Linked DNA regions of Sus scrofa: region 2 is linked to region 1. The links are chromatin contacts, called in public Hi-C maps. All regions are on one chromosome and are shown on one strand. Each heading gives the region's core, a stretch centred on a gene start, on an enhancer-like site or on the middle of the called end of the contact. The rest is flanking DNA. Distances are from core to core; before and after follow the strand shown.

Region 1 (2,590 bases), core at 25-2,524:
ATCCTTAACCTACTGAGCCACCAGGGGACTCCATCCTTTTCTTATTTTCTAAAAGCTGAATTGCTGGCTCAAAGGGTCTGCACATTTTTTGTTTGTTTGTTTGTTTTTTAGGGCCGCACCCACTGGCATATGGAGGTTCCCAGGCTAGGGGTCAAATCAGAGCTACAGCTGCTGACCTAGACCACAGCCACAGCTCCGCGGGATATGAGCTGCATCTGCGACCTATGCCACAGCTCAAGGCAATGCCGGATCCTTAACCCAGTGAGCGAGGTCAGCGGTCAAACCTGAGTCCTCACGGATACTAGTCGGGTTTGTTAACCTCTGAACCACGACAGGAACTCCAGGGTCTGCACATTTTTAAGAGTGGACATGCAATAGCTGTTTAATCAGTAACAGTATCAAGCACATTTATACACATTCTTTGGAGAGGGCCTGCTCTGTGGGATCTTTTCTTTCTTTTCTTTTTCTTTTTTTTCTTTTTAGCACCACATCTGTGGCAAATGGAAGTTCCTAGACTGGGGATTGAATAGGAGCTGCAACTGCCGGACTAGGCCACAGCCACAGCAACTTGGGATCCAAGTCGCCTCTGCGACCTACACCACAGCTCATGGCAACCGCCAGATCCTTAATCCATGGAGCGAGGCCAAGGGTGGAACCCGCCTGCTTTTGGATACTGGTCTCTTTGAAACCAGCTGAGCCACAATGGGAACTTCTATTACTTCTTTTGAAGTGCAAAGCAACCCTACAAAGTAGGTGGTGTTTTTCCCATTTTACAGAGGGAAACAGGTAAAGAAGTCTTAGAGAGGTGAAGGGACTTGTCCAAACTCACGTGGTTGGTGAAGCTGGGAAGACTATTTAGAACTGACTCCAAAGTCAAGGTGATGGTTAAATAGTTGTGAATAGAGAGGAGTCCAGGTAAACCATTAGCTGTGCTTTATGGAGTGGACAGAATGACAGCAGGAGTAAGGGTCGGAGAAGGTCATCTGGCAAACCCCAGAGGCTGAGCAAAGGCCATCAGCGGATTTCTTTAAGCTCATGATTTGTAGGTCAAAGGCATTAGTGACCGGGCGAGTCCTAGATTGACTGGCAGCGGGGAGAGTTGTGGGAGGGTGGCCCCCCCCTACACACACACACTCCCCCGGATCTCCCCACTCCCACCCCGGACTCTGCACTGCCGCTCGAGGCTCCGCCCTAGTCCAGCCCCTCCTCGGCCAGTTGCAATCAGAATCACCCCGCCAAGGGCCAGCCCTGGCCCCGCCCCTCCCTTCCGGGTTCTTTCCCTCACTTCCCGCCGGACCCAAGTCAGACCCGGGCCCAGGCCCAGCCTCCATCTGGTTTGCAAAAATCCGAAGGACCCTGCCGGGCTTTGCTCCGCCCTATGCTACGCCCCTTCTCCGCCTGGTACCATCAGAATTAACCTCCCGAGTGAGCTCAGGCCCCACCCCTGCCCGGTACCCCGGGAGAACGTGCCCTGGCCCCTCCCCCTCTTCTCTGGGCGCCGTCCGGATGGCCCCGCCCCTCCCAGGCCCCGCCCTGTCTAGCGTCTTCCCCACGCGGCTCCGGCGGCCGCATCCTTCGACTCAGCTCCGTGAGCTGAGCTGCAACCATGGCGGTCACCGCTGAGGGCGCCCGTAGGAAGGAGCGCGTCCTCTGCCTGTTTGACGTGGACGGTACCCTCACGCCGGCTCGCCAGGTAGGGCCTCGACGTTCAGAAGCTCCTGTTGGGAGTGTCACGCGGACACCTGGAGGCCGAATGTGTGGCCTCCAGCAGCGTGACCCCAGATCCCCCGGGACTGTGTGTGAGATGCCGGAACACACCCGGCCCCTGACACCCCAGGGCCGCCCTCTGGGAGTGATGGGAACCCGGTTCCCCACGTCACAGGCCCCGAGCGTCCGTGCCCTCGTTCTGCCTGAGAGCGAGGGGGGGTGGGTCGGATTCTGGAGGGAGGAAGTGAGCGGGGACCTGGTCCCTCCGCCGCCAGGCCTGGCTCCACGCTCCCACCTCCCCAGCAGTGACTCCCACCCCAGTTCCAGCCCAAAGAGGCACCAGTAGCCCGATGCTGGCTTCTGAACCTAGGGTTCCATACAGGGGCTCAGTGCTCCCAAGCGTTGGAGTCCCAATCGGGCGGGGGCCGGGGGTGGGGGAGTGTCTCCGAGCCAGCCCACCGACCTTTGCAGACTTGGGCCGCGTCTGGTTTCTCAAGCCCCTCCTCTACTTTCCCTCCCTCCCAGGCCCATCCCCCTCCTCTTGGAGGGAAGGAGGGCTTCTGTACCATTTAGGCAGAGTTTTGGGGCTTCGCCCACTTGGAGGGAGGGGCTCGTCTGGTCACCATGGGAATCTTGTGGTACCGGGTGGGCGGGAGTGCAGTTTCCCTTCTAAAAGCATCTCACCAGGTTGATGCTCCAACCTCTGCTCCACACTCAGTTTTTCTCCCTTCGGGTCTCACCCAGGATGAGCCCCCAGACCCGCCCTCACCAGGTGGGTTCATGGATGAGCAGGCTCTTTCTTGCCCTCCAATCTGGGTCCATCAGGACCTCCTGAGGAGTCTCCTAGAGCAGGGAGCCAGTAGAGGTGGGTTGCCTGGCAGAG
Region 2 (2,590 bases), core at 35-2,534, 35 kb after region 1:
GGGGGCTGGGAAAGAGACGGAGCAGGAGGTTGGGGTTAGCAAATGTAAGCTATTATACATAGAATGGATAAACAACAGGGAGCTATATTCAATATCCTATGATAAACCATAGGAAAAGTATATTTTAAAAAGAATGTGTGTTTATAACTGAATCACTTTGCTGTGCAGCAGAAATTAACACAATATGGAAAATCAACTACACTGCAATGGGAGTTCCTGTTGTGGCACAGCGGAAACAAATCTAACTGGTAACCATGAGGTTGCCGGTTCGATCCCTGACCTCACTCAGTGGTTAAGGATCTGGCGTTGCCGTGAGCTGTGGTGTAGGCTGCAGACACGGCTCAGATTCTGCATTGTTGTGGTTGTGGCATAGGCCGGCAACTGTAGCTCCAATTAGATGCCTAGAATGGGTACTTCTATATGCCAGGGTTGTGGCCGTAAAAAGCAAACAAACAAACAAAAACTATACTGCAGTAAGAAATGACAAAACAGGAGTTCCCGTCGTGGTGCAGTGGTTAACGAATCCGACTAGGAACCATGAGGTTGCGGGTTCGGTCCCTGCCCTTGCTCAGTGGGTTAAGGGTCTGGCGTTGCCGTGAGCTGTGGTGTAGGTCGAAGACGTGGCTCGGATCCCGCGTTGCTGTGGCTCTGGTGTAGGCCGGTGGCTACAGCTCCGATTCAACCCCTAGCCTGGGAACCTCCATATGCCGCGGGCGCGGCCCAAGAAATAGCAAAAAGACAAAAAAAAAAAAAAAAAAGAAAGAAAAGAAATGACAAAACAAGACACTGCAGTGTAGAGTTCACTTGTAGGGCAGTGGGTTAAGGATCTGGCATTGTCACTGCAGTGGCTGGGATAGCTGCTGTGGCTTGGGTTCCATCTCTGACCCAGGGAACTTTCACATGCCACAGGCATGGCCAAAACCAAACAGACAAGGAACACCCCCCCCCCGCAGTGTATTTCCACGAAGGCTGTGTACTGTACAGATTTGTATGGGGCCCACTTCTACCACTTAGCAGCCCATGGCCTTAGACAAGGTATGGAATTCTTTTTTTTTTTTTTTTGTCTTTTTGCCATTTCTTGGGCCGCTCTCGCAGCATATGGAGGTTCCCAGGCTAGGGGTCTAATTGGAGCTGTAGCCGCCATCCTACACCACAGCCACAGCAACGCTGGATCCGAGCCGCATCTGCAACCTACACCACAGCTCACGGCAACGCCAGATCCTAAACCCACTGAGCAAGGCCAAGGATCGAACCCGCAATCTCATGGTTCCTAGTCGGATTCGTTAACCACTGCGCCACAACGGGAACTCCAAGGTATGAAATTCTTTTAGTCCAAGCCCATGTTAGCTATCACATGAAGATGAGTGAGACTGGAATGTGGTGAGACAGAACAAACCAGGGCTGGAGGAGTGGACAATGACAAGACCACGCAGGGCCTTGTGAGCTATGATAAAGATTTTGGACCTTATTGCTAATTCAAAAGTAAATCAGTAAGGGTTTTTTGGTTTTTGGTTGTTTTTTTTTTGTCCCAATTTATTATCCCTTTTCAATTGAGATGTAATCTGAATTACAAGTAAATGCAAAGATCTTAAGTCTTGAGGTCGACGAGTTTTGACAACTGTCTACACCTGTGTAACCACCGGCAAAAAGAAGATACAGAACATTTCTATCATCCTATAAAGGTCTCGCCTGCTCCTTTCCAGCCCAGTGTCCCCGATTCCAGAGTATTGAAGGGTCTAGGCATACTGTGTTTGCATTTGGAAGGGCCGGCTGCAGCGTCGAGGTAGGCCTGAGCCAGGAGAGTACTGCACAGGTCAAGCAGAGATGGCCCGGTGGCACAGAGGTCGCCTAGCAACCTGAAAGCGTTGCCTGGGATTGACGATTCCACGCAGGCGGAAGGGGTGGCCCCGTCCCGAGCAGACCGGTACGTAGCCCCGCCTCGCGACGGGGCGGACCGAAGCTTCTTATTGGTCGGTCTCCCGGAAGCTACCGGATTTGGACTATCGTCCGTAGTAGTGCTGCTGGCGTGGGTCCGCGGTGCGTGGCGGAGGCACGTGGTGCGTAGTGCGTGGTGTGTGTGGCTTGACTGGGCTGCGCGCCCCTCCCGCGCGACCAGGAGGTCCTCCCCGTGGAGCCTCAGCTTCCTCTGCTTGCAGTAGAGGAGCACGCCCCTTACGGAGATACCCTAGGCCCCGGCTTCCAGCTCCGTTGCCGACCTGGGGGGCTCCGGGACTGGGACCGACAGAGCGGGCTCCGGCATCCCCGCCGCCCCGTCAGCGACTGGGACCGACAGAGCGGGCCCCGGCATCCCCGCCGCCCCAGGTGTCTGTGCGTGACTGACACTCGCGTTCCCAGAGTCCCCCGCGCAGGCGGGATGTTTGTCCTGGTGGAGATGGTTGACACCGTGCGGATACCCCCGTGGCAGTTTGAGAGGAAGCTCAACGACTCTATTGCCGAGGAGCTGAACAAGAAATTGGCCAACAAGGTACTGACTGGGTCCATGGGGTCGCTGGCCGGCCTTGGCCGGAGAGGGCCCAGCGCTGCTTACTTGCCCGCTTTCGGCCTGTCGGTGCCAAGCCTCGGCCTTGGG

Evidence for each region. A called contact is a pair of places that touch in the nucleus more often than the background predicts.
Region 2: a Hi-C map of subcutaneous adipose tissue shows a contact between it and region 1, with 1.6 times the contacts expected there. The contact joins the promoter of POLR3H here to the promoter of PMM1 in region 1. A contact is called at or near these places in 14 of 47 Hi-C or Micro-C datasets (alveolar macrophages, blood, embryonic fibroblasts and 7 more) and 2 of 2 datasets of contacts at active chromatin or transcription factors (alveolar macrophages and skeletal muscle).

Annotation. Positions count from the first base shown.
Region 1 is chr5:6,963,725-6,966,314 of Sscrofa11.1, forward strand. PMM1 (phosphomannomutase 1) reads left to right here and starts at 1,275. Exons shown (of 8, transcript NM_001184895.1): 1 at 1,275-1,693. The coding sequence starts at 1,607.
Region 2 is chr5:6,998,406-7,000,995 of Sscrofa11.1, forward strand. It overlaps POLR3H (DNA-directed RNA polymerase III subunit RPC8), which reads left to right and starts at 1,285. Exons shown (of 6, transcript XM_001929133.5): 1 at 1,285-2,485. The coding sequence starts at 2,375.